Regions from separate parts of the Xenopus tropicalis genome. Here region 1 is linked to region 2. A link is a contact called in public Hi-C data. All regions are on one chromosome and are shown on one strand. Each heading gives the region's core, a stretch centred on a gene start, on an enhancer-like site or on the middle of the called end of the contact. The rest is flanking DNA. Distances are from core to core; before and after follow the strand shown.

The links. A called contact is a pair of places that touch in the nucleus more often than the background predicts.
Region 1: a contact with region 2 is called in a Hi-C map of neurula embryo, with 2.5 times the contacts expected there. The contact joins the promoter of dync1li2 here to the promoter of cmtm3 in region 2. A contact is called at or near these places in 2 of 5 Hi-C or Micro-C datasets (gastrula embryo and neurula embryo).

The regions. Positions count from the first base shown.
Region 1 is chr4:58,039,588-58,045,552 of UCB_Xtro_10.0, reverse strand. dync1li2 (cytoplasmic dynein 1 light intermediate chain 2) reads left to right here and starts at 2,741. Exons shown (of 13, transcript XM_004913576.4): 1 at 2,741-2,936. The coding sequence starts at 2,851.
Region 2 is chr4:57,910,985-57,916,773 of UCB_Xtro_10.0, reverse strand. cmtm3 (CKLF-like MARVEL transmembrane domain containing 3) reads right to left here and starts at 2,023. Exons shown (of 5, transcript NM_001112977.1): 1 at 1,880-2,023. The coding sequence starts at 1,996.

The sequences.
Region 1 (5,965 bases), core at 1,492-3,991, 130 kb before region 2:
GGGTTTGCAAGAGCTAGGAGGATATCATCTGCACTTTAATAATTTTCTGCATTCTGGTCATGGTTGGAATTCCTATGATGTTTGTGTTTGATTTAATTTATTGGGTTAAGGGTTGTACCATTAGTGAAAATTTTAGAGGGGATGAGAGGGTATCCCTGACGTGTTGTGTAAACTGAAAGGCGTTCGACAGACACACTATTATGTATATGCAAAAGTCTTGGTATCTGTTGCAGTATGTTTACTTTGGCATCTGCAACCCCACTGCCCAGAAACCCATACCATTCCTCCTAATTCTGTGGAGGGTCTGGACATCCTGGGGGCTGGGCAGCAGGCAGCATATCCTTGCAGAGCTAGATGACCAACAACCTGGAGTAATGTTACAAACCCTCTTTGAGAGCATGTGTAATTTCTTCTCGCCTCATTGCAAAATGCCCATGACCATGTCATCCAGAAGTGCTTTTGAACTGTCAAAATGGCAAAGCTATATGGCAAGAATATTACATATAAATGCATATAGAATGTTTACATCTTCTGTTGATAAAGTATCAGAATAGAAACAGGTGTCTCTTTCATGAGATGAGTCTAGTCATACCCTGTATCTGTTGATCAGTCTGTCTCACAGGCTTTGGCTCATTCTCCCATGGGTCATTGTTTTGGAGATGTTGCTTCCAGATTAATCTATCACATCATTTTAATACAGACATGGCAAAAATAGAGTTCTTATTCAACTATTCTGTAGTAGATTTATAAAAATATATATTATGTATATATGTTAACCAGACTTAACCAGCAGAGAGCAGCACTGCTATGCATTTGCATCTGCTAGGTATCCTTTTTGTTATTTTCAGCCCCAAGAAGTACTACATTATGCATGTGCCCAACCCACAGCTGCACAAGGGACACATGAGAATGGAAAACATGGTGGGGCACCGTAAGAAACGGTGATGGTGATTTTTTTCATAGAATAGATGTCAGCTAATGGCAAAAGGTTATGAATTTGTATTTACTGGATTGACTTTATGGTTATATGCTAATAGGCACCAATTCCTGCTGCCAAACCCTTTTGAAGCTTTAATGCTGATGACTGCAACAGGGTCAGGGATTTTAAAATTGTATTGATAGTCATAGGAAGTACCATTAAAAATAAGGTATTCAGAGTAAGCTTTTCAGTTTCTGGGCTTAAACTTCAAAAACAAAGTTAACTTTTATTCCATCAAAAAATGGCATAACATCCAGCGCTCTTTGCAGGGGCTTTGGTTTTAGAAAGAGTTTCAGAATTGCCAAAATTTTAACATACTACCCCAAAGATAGGCACAGTGGTTTTACTTTGACAATAAAACACTTTCATTAAATCTGTTTACAAAATGTTTAACAGAGTCAGCCATTTAAATGATTTTTCAGCAATGTTGGACAGCCCTTAACCTGAATGGAGCCATTGCTTGATCACACTTGGTCAAACTTCAGTCCTATGGATCTGGTTGAAAAAGGCTGTCTCCATTGATCTCCATTGTGGTGCATGTGGAAAGTGACTGCTGAAGGGATGTGGAAGGGACAATTTTTGACTATGCCTATGGTTGCGCCTGTCTCCTTTCATCAATAGAACATTTTTAACCCACTATTGTACCATCCCTGACCTGACCACTTAGGCTTATGGCACAATGGGCTATGCATCATTGAAAAAGCAGGCAGAAAAAAGCTGATTCACTTACATGCGCTCCTTTTCTTATCTGTACCTTATCTGTACTGATACGCATGGGTTGGCTTGTGTGTAGACACAGGCAGAAGATGCCATAGAGCATAGACAGTCACTATATAGTGGGCTGGTGGGGTATTGTTTGGGTCTCTGTGTACTTGAAATGCCAGGGCCTATTTAGAATCCCAACCCAGACCTGCACATATCTACATAAAAAGGCATACCCTTGCACTTTTGCTGTGTCAACTCCCAGCCAGACATGGGTCCTCCAGAATAGTACCTTGCACAATAAAAAAGTTTTTTAAGAGATTTAAACTGTCTGCTTCTTTGGTTTCACAAGGCCCTCCTTACCAGTTTTTTTTTTCTTTTTAAAGGTAGCAATCCTAGCCATGGCCACCCACCAATACTACTTTAATGCTTGGCCAGCATGCCGTTACAATTTCACCACACCCAGTTTCTCCAGTCCTGCATAGTAATCCTGTGGATTCATTTAATGGGCCAACACCTCTTTATTGCCATGCATTATGGGGCTTCCCTACCTAATTTCAAAGGATATGGGATATGTTAGGGCTGAGATAAGGGAGTCTTATTTCAGAGCCAACACTCCCTATCAGAATGTTTTATCAATATGCATATACCCGATTGCCTTTCCCAGAATATTCTGTACTATATCGGACATTTAACATTTGAGAATATTTTGCTTGGATATCGTGCTACAAGGCTATAACTATGTATATATCCAGGAATTAAACTTTCAAGTGAGAGGGTAAAAACGAGAGACCTGTCTCACAAAACTGACAGAACAATAATGTGGCTTCTCAATATAATCGTGTTTTCCTATAATGGTATGATGTAAGCACAACGACAGGTGGCACTATTGCTACAGGGCGGCTCCTCCACCCATTACTTCATCTTTCACTAAAGACCTAGACGCTTTAGATGGCCGCGAAGTTGCCTTATAAATAAGAATTTGAACGCCTCGTATTTTGTGTTGAGCCAAACGCAGACGCAGTTTATATAGAGCGTCTATGTCAACTAACACTAACTAGAATAGAAGAGAGATTTGATGCCTTCAGGCGACCCAGAGCCGCCTCCGTAGTTGGGGTCCTCAGGCAGGACCGGTTGATGTCATTCTTTGTGGTGGCTGCAGTGGCAAGATGGCGGGGGAGAGGAAGCTGCTGGGCGCTGACCGGGGGGATGCTCCCGGAGCAGGGGCTGAAGAAGACGAAGGGCAGAGCTTATGGTGAGAAGCAAAGCAGGACTAGACGCAGGCTGCCATGCTGTCATGGAGCCAATGCATACGTCTGTCTTATCAGTGCCCCAGCTAAACTTCCCTCAGCTTCTGACTCACTGACAGGAGTTTGTACTGCCGAACTGGGGGCGAGTGCGGTTGCTGTCAGGGTAGGACCATGAGAATGGTGACAGAACACAGTAAATAAATTTCATCATTGACTCCATGTATCCCCTTCTTGTTGAGCGCTGCTTTGGCTGGGCGGATGGGTCTGACAGTGGAATCAGGCAGAATGACAGGACAGTGTAACAAAGTGAGGCAAATGCAAGAGCATGCACACACTGCCACTTGCCTCATTGTGTTACGTTCCCTAATGCAATTCTATCCCAAAGGGATTTATGAGAGGCATGGCAGTCCCTTTGATTGATGGGTGTACACGCTGCTTTTCTCCAGATGTTATTGAAACTACAACAGGGATGTGTAACTTGCAACTTGCTGGCTGTAGGACTACAACTCCCAGCATTCACTGACACTGGAAAGCTGTAAAGTGTGCTGGGAGTAAGTGAATCAAGAACAGCTGGAAAAAAGCAGGCTGGGCATCTTTGAGCTACATCCAGCAGCATTTCTACAGGCAGATGGAGAATGTTGGGAGTGGTGCAATACTTTGACAATTGAAAACTACAATTTAAAGATCTTCTCCCTCGCTCATTTGAATTCCTACTGCTTGAACCACAGTCATTTTTTTCATACCATTAAATTATCCCTTGCAGTGACATCTAGGATTAGATTTTTCATTTTATTGCTAGCAGCAGATTCCAGCATTCTGCGCTGTTGCCACCACTGCTTTATGAAATGGTTTTAAAATGCTTGTAAATTGTTGGCTTAATCATGCAGGTTAATATTTTAATACAAATTGTAGAACAGGTATGGAACCCATTATCCAGAATGTTTTCTGGATAAGCGATCTCTCTGTAATTTGTTTTTCCATACCTTAAGTCTACTAAAAAGAATCATTTAAAAATTAAATAAACCCAATACAGGTGTTCTGCATCCAATAAGGATAATTTGTATCTTAGGGGGTACAAGAATTAGGGGGTAGAATTAATATATATTTTTTTTATCCCATTACCTGAAAATAGCTGCCATTGCAGTATAACAATTTGCCTTAATATTGAATTATTGCTGTACAGAAATAGCTGAATGTAATAGTTAAAACTAGCTTTGAAGTTTGTATCATGTGAAATAAATATTTACAGTGTTATTTCAAATAAAACGGTGATGGTTTGCATAATGTAGACAGTGTGGATGTCTTTAGTACTTTTCATTGGAACAGTGTATGTCTTCTCATACAATTCTTGTTTTTGCCTTGGGAATAACCACACCCTGTTGTTTGAAACTTTATTAATTCTTGTTAATATCATGGGACATAATGTTTTGAATTATAACCTATGCTGATTTCTCATTAACATACAACGGTGAACAATTCTGCAGTATTTGGAAAAAGTAGGCTATTAGAATTCAGATTCCCTTTTTTTTTTTCTTACCCCATGCATTATTTGTAATTGCCAGCTTGTACCAGTGTAATAATTAATAAAAGCAATGTAAGTGGTGGCAAATAAGATAGTAGCCTCCACATGTACTTTCGATTCAGTAATTCAATAAGAATTTTTATGATGTCTTAATTCAATTATCCTCTACTAACATTGCAATTTCGCAACTGTTTATGCCGCAGTTCAGTTATGTGTCAGATTATGAGTAGTGTGACTCTGCTCTTAAAAGGCACCAATTACCATAAGAAATTAGTCCAGATCCTTTTCTATTATGTTAAATGAGTAAAATAAACTTGTACGTGACCTATATACTTTTATTAAATGTTGTTTCCTTCAATCTGGGAATCCACATTTAGAGCACATAGGCAGGTACCATTTTGTAGACACTGTTATTAAGGCACCCCAAAATCTTGTTTGTCTAGAATGGGGGATATATTGCCCATGCCCAGGATACACAATTAGGGACATTGAGGAGGTGGGATGTGCTGTGACATTTACGAAGCACTGAATGGAAAGTGAAAGACTGCATGCCTCTATGTATGAGGCAGTCCAGCCAATATATGATTGACCGCTCAGATGTATAAAAACATTTATATCAAGTATAGATGTTTTAATAAAAAAGGGAATTTGGGTTTTTTGTTTACTTTGCAAGGAACTTTTATTATACAGCTTTTTTATGCGTGGGTGATAGGTTCCCTATAAAGTGGAACAAAAGAAATACCTTCTGCTTTCTGGGCATCATAGCACTTTCATGTGTATTATCTCTAGTTTGTAATACATTTGAAATCATGGTTGAAAAACGTTCTTTCATATTAGGTTGACAGTAATTACAATTCAGGCTGTATATTCTATGTAAAGGTGCAACATTAGAAGGATGTACCTTTTAATCTGAATAGGGTTTTTTTTTCTGGTACTCACATACGTCCTTCAACATATACATGCACACGCGCGTATGGCTTTATGATTTGCTTTATAGCAATTATAACAGCATATTAAGATAAAATACAAAATGTATGCTTCTTGCATGCCAATAGTAGTAATTGACTGAATGAAGTTTTTACTTTTGAGTGATCAGGATGTCCCCCCACACAAGATACTGATCCCAACTGGAATAGTAGAAAACAGATGAAGTGACCAGCCACATTGAATATTGTGTTGCCATGTTAAGAAATGATACTATTGCAACACAGCTATGCATTAGTAGGATTAAAAAACATACGATAGCTAAATGAAAGCTAATTAGAGACGGTAGAGCCAGTGCCATAATATTAGGGTTACCAGATGGGCAGTGTTCACAAAATACACAGTTGTCTTCACTGATGGCCTGGGGGCAAATCTGTTGACATGCCCCCTGTCTCTCTCAGCTTATACTTTACAAATGCTGCTGTGGTCTGTGTACACAGAACAAGGGGCAGAAGACAGCAGATTAGTGGGCCAAAGTGTGGCACACTAGCCTTAAAGTGCCCTGTGCCGGAATATACACTGGGGTGG
Region 2 (5,789 bases), core at 774-3,273:
GGAACCAGTAGGGCACTGACAGTTAAAGAAAGAAAAAAATAAAATAAAATATATATATAAAATATACAGTATATAATATACACTATATGGAAAAATGTTGTATTCACCAGTAGATTCTAGTTATACCACTATATAGGTTGGTGCACCTTTTACCATCTTTTAATCGATAGTTACTGTTAATGGGGATAGTCACATCACAAAATGTTTTTTGCATATTGAAAGAAAATGTAGCAAAAAAACATTTTTAATGTTTGTAATGTCTGTAAATAGCAGTATCTACCTATTTTTATCCTCTGCTGGCTCTGACTCCAAACAAGTGCTACATTGTTTAAAGAGTCAGACCCAGAGAATAGAGGGGATAAAAGTGGCCATACACGGTGGTTCGCCTTTAAAGGAGAAGGAAAGGCAAAGTCACTTGGGGGTGCCAAAATGTTAGGCACCCCCAAGTGACTTTAATCACCTACCTTGTACCCCGGGCTGGTGCCCCTGTTAGGAGAAAACAGCACCAGCCCGGGGTACTTGTAGCGAGCGCTTCCTTCTTCCTGCTCCATTTTCAGGCAAATTCCAGTGGCCGGCGCATGCGCAGTAGAGTGAAAAGGCGACTTCTCTGTTAAAGTTCGGCTTTTCACTCTACTGCGCATGCGCACGTGAGCGAAGTGATTTGCCTTCTTCTTCTTTCAAATGGGGGTCACTGACCCCGGCAGCCAAAAAACTATTGCTCTGTGAGGCTACAATTTTTTCATTATTGTTACTTTTTATTAGTTATATTCCTATTCATGACCCCCCCTATCCATATATCAGTCTCTCATTCAAACCACTGCATGCCTGATAAGGTATACAATTATCTGCTGAAATACCAAACTGGAGAGCTGCTGAACAAAAAGTGAAATTATTAAAAAACTATAAATAAAATATAAAATAAGACCAATTGCAAATTGCCTTAGAATATTATTCTCTACATCATAATAAAGTTTAACTCAAAGGTGAACAACCCCTTTAAGCTGCCGATTCAATCCGGCAGTTTATCTGCCTGTGTATGGGGCCCCCGACATCTCTCTCCGATCAATATCTGTCCAGAAATTGTCCAGGTATGGATCGGGGAAGGGTTGATTTTCCTGTCGGATTGGGGACTGCATCAGCTCATTGATGTGGTACCTTGTACCCCTGTTCGGAGAAAACTGCACCAGCCCGGGGTACCTGTAGTGAACGTTTCCTTCTTCTTTGTTCGCTCTGCCGGCAAAATCCCTGGGCCGGCGTATGCGCAGTAGAGTGAAAAGCTTACTTTTTTGTTAAAATTCACTACTGTAGCAACTTGCAGATTTTAGCATCCCAGTCCATTAAAACCACTGAATTTTTTCAATTTTGGAAAGTTGGCTTTGATTAGTCATCTTGGGTGGAGATCTTTTTGACTGTGCTCCCAAGATATGGGCTTCTAAATAGACATATTTCACACTCCCCAGTACTGTGCCCCTATGGTCCCCATACCTTAATGGTGTAATCATGCACAAACTAGGCTCCATCTAAAATCCACATGCTGGAGCAGGAAATTCTTTTCCATAAAGAAAAGACCCGGAGCCCTCTCCGGCAGCAGGCAACCCCCTCCACTTTCCCTGCACATAAGGATTGCATTAGTCACTATCACGGGCTTTGGTGAAGAGGATATTGTGGCCAAGAAAAAGAAGCCACATAACCGACATCTGCTGGGTGAAAAGGAGGGAAGACAATATAGGGAGGATGGCGGATTCGGAGATACAGATTGCGATATCCATCCTGCTGAACTACACATCCCATTGTGCACTGTTGTTAAAATCGCACATCCCTGCGCCTGTCGCTACCAGCTGCATGCAGGGGACGGAACGACGGAGTATGTGTGACTCACCCATTCAGCCAGCAACAGCTGCCCCTTGCGGGAGCTCAGGAACTCCCTCCCCGGGATCAGGGCGCTCAGGGCGGGCGCAGCAGGGCGGCTGTCGGTCGGTTGATCGGGGTCATCCATGGTTGGGGGTGCAGAAAGGGAGATGATACTTTAGCGGTCGGTGGGAGAAGAAAGGAAATGGTGACAATGCGGAAATGTGTATAAACTAAAAAGTTGTGAGCGTCTATGCGATCAGCGGTGGCTTAACCCCTGCAGTGCCAGGGCCGCCACTTCCTGCCCAACTTTAGGCAGCTGGGGGTCACTGACTGTTCACTGGCTTCTGTTGCAGCTAAATAAATGCAGTCGCTTTCTTGCTCTTTGTTGTAAAGGGGAAGACCATTCTTAAATTAACCTTTAGGATAATGTATACACTGATGTTCTGAAACAATTTCATTTTTAATGTTTTCTGTTTTTTGAAATTTTAAATCTTTTGGTTATCTGTTCTGCTGTTTATAATTTCACCAGCTATCCAGTTGCTATAGTCAAGATACTGGTTTGAATGACAGACTGGGCAGGAAACTTTGGGCTACTTCAGAAAACAAAGGGCCACATATCCCTTTTCATCAGCGATTCACTTTATTGCTGGTGGGAAGGCATTTCAGAGAGATTAGTCGCCTGCAGCTGAGATTTAAAGGATCAGTAACACCAAAAAATGAAAGTATATAAAAGTAACTAAAATATAATGTGCTGCTGCCCTGCACTGGTAAAAGTTGTGTGTTTACTTCAGAAATTCTACTATAATTTATATAAATAAGCTGCTATGTAGCCATGGAGGCAGCCATTCAAAGGAGTAAAGGCACAGGCACATAGCAGATAACAGATAAAAAAATTCATTATCACTGTCCCATTCAGTCTTTCTCTTCATTTCATTTAAATTCTAAATTTCTTTAAATAAAGACACATAAAGTTAAGTTGAATGGCCATGCTACAAAAACACAATGTTATATGAAGGTATACATGGTCTCTGAGTCCAGCAGTAGTCCTTCTAGAACCCTTGTGGGCAAATTTGATGCTGACAATAAATAGGAATCCCCCTGCTATGGTAACAGTCCATTAGTCCCATGGCCTAGTCATTTGGATACTGTACCTGGTGCAAGTATTTGTTTTGTATCACAATAAAATGGATATAGCTACATAGGAGGAGAAGGTAATTATTCTCCTTTCCAAAGTACTAGTAAGGCCCCATCTACCCTGTTTTCCCGAAAATAGGACATCCTCCGAAAGTAAGGCACCCCCCGATTTTTCACCCCCTCGGAAAATAAGGCACCCCCCGAAAATAAGACACCCACCCAAACGATGGAATAAATGTGTACTGTATTCTTCTTCATGGAAAAATAAGACATCCTCTAAAAATAAGACCTAGTGCATATTTTGGAGCTTAAAAAAATATAAGACAGTGTCTTATTTTCGGGGAAACACGGTAGAATATGCAGTGCAGGTTTTGGTCAGTGCTCAAAAGTTACATTGTTAAAATGACAAATACCTGTGATGTATTTTCCTTCTTTTCTACTGATTTTTATTATTATTTACATGTATTTATAAAGTGCCAACGTACTCCGCAGTGCTGTACAATAAATGGGTGTATAGATTAAACAGACTTTATACAAAAATAATATAAAAAAACACCCATAACATAAAGAAGGCCCTGGCCAAAAAGCTTACAGAGTATTTTTAAAAAAGTGTTGAGAGAAGGGCTACTGAGTTAATAAATATTATGTGAGATCCAAGTTATTGAGATAAGACTACTAGGCTGGGATTGTTTATAGTAAAGAGGTGTTTTAGAAAGATAAAATTCCTTACTGGCCAGTACATCTTTTCTGGAGACATTAGGGCATGCCTTAGGATTAGAAGAAAGAAGGTTTTATTTTATGGTGCAAAAGTTTTTATTTTTAAATAAAAATTGAAATGGTCTTCCTAAAGCTATTGTACTGGCAGAAACATTTGATAGTATTCAGGACTGGAGGCCAGCTAAGCATTAGAGTAACAATAAAAAGCTACTTATCAGTAGAAAAGCTAAAAGTAGGGATGCACTGAATCCAGTATACGGCTTGGGATTGACCAGAATTCACATTTTGCAGCAGGATTCGGATCTGGCCGAATTCACGTGCCAGGCTGAACCAAATCTGAATCCTTAAATCACTTGACATTTTGTCATATGACCAAGGGAGTTGAAAAATTTTCACCACACAGGATTCAGATCTGGCTAAATGCACATGCCTTTGCATGAGGCAAGTTTCTCGCATAATGCCAGCAGTGCCATTACTATTAAATCAGCCAGAGGCATCTCCAAAAAGCAGTGTTATAAATGTCAAAAAGCCCTGACATATTGTGTTAAAAGCAATATTGTGCCAATGAACTGTACTCATCTAAATATAGAAGGAATGTGCTTTAAAAAGTAGTGTTTTGGGCAGATTCATTGATCATTTCTCCAAATACCCCATTAGTCCTGCCCATCTGTTCCACCTCCAGTCAATAAAAAGCTTGTGATATCTCTGTTCTAAGTTCAGAATCAGGGTGAGCTCAGAATCCACGGAGCTCATGTCAAATAAACTTAGTCCTTTACCAAAAGTGGTCTCCAGGAACTGAATTTACAATAAGAGTAACTAATTATGTTTTATCAGACAGAAGGTCTCATTTACTAAATAAATTTCACCAATACCAATGGCAATTAATGACATTTTGGCTTCAATTTTTCAACTGGTAGTTGACTGACCAAAACTAATCTCTGATTGGATGTTTTGGACATCTAAGTTCATTATCCTGGATCCTTGTCTTTCTGATGACACAGATGCTAGAACTGGATCTTTATCTGCCAGATGACAAAAAATTGTCTTCTACCTGGGTTCTTAAGACACAAATATCCTGTTATTTTTTTTGCCAAGTTTTAAGCAATTGTTTTAAATGTATAAGTTCTGACCCTATGATGACTTTTTATATCCTATAACAGTGCTGTCCAACTGGCTCTGTGTGGCCCCCCACCTGTCTGGCTGCTTTGATGGCTTACCTTTGTGTAAGCTTTAAATGATATCAGTACTGAGATTAACTGGCCCCCTGCATGGTTCTCACCTCAGATTCAGGCTGTAATCCTCCTGTATTATTTAAAAATGTAATCCCCTGTACTGTTCACACCTTTTAATACCTGCATTGTTCAACCCCTGCAGTGTTCACACCTCAGGCTCAAGCTGTAATCACCCCCATTGTTCACCTGTTCACACCTCAGACATAGGTACTGTAGGTACCTATGTAGGTACTGCCTGGACTATGCTGCCTGTGTGTATGGCACACACAGAGAGCATAGGGTAGGCAGAGTATGGCACACACAGGCAGCATAGGGCAGGGAGGGTATGGTACACACAGGCATTTCGCACGGGCGCAACCTTATAAAAGGGCCTGGGATCGCTGCAGTAGGAGCTGCATACACCGAGGAGCCACTGGGGACGAAGAACAAGGGAGCGCTGTGTATGGGGGGGCTGTCTCTATTGGGGGCACTGTGTATGGGGGGGGCTGTCTCTATTGGGGGCGCTGTGTATGGGGGGGCTGTCTCTATTGGGGGCACTGTGTATGGGGGGGCTGTCTCTATTGGGGGCGCTGTGTATGGTGGGGCTGTCTCTATTGGGGGCACTGTGTATGGGGGGGGGCTGTCTCTATTGGGGGCACTGTGTATGGGGGGGCTGTCTCTATTGGGGGCACTCTGTATGGGGGGGCTGTCTCTATTGGGGGCGCTGTGTATGGGGGGCTGTCTCAATTGGGGGCACTGTGTATGGGGGGCATTGTGTATGGGGGCACTGTGTATGGGTAGTACTGTCTTTTAGGCTATGGGGGGCACTTTCTATGGGGGGCACTGTGTATGGGTAGGACTGTCTTTTAGGCTATT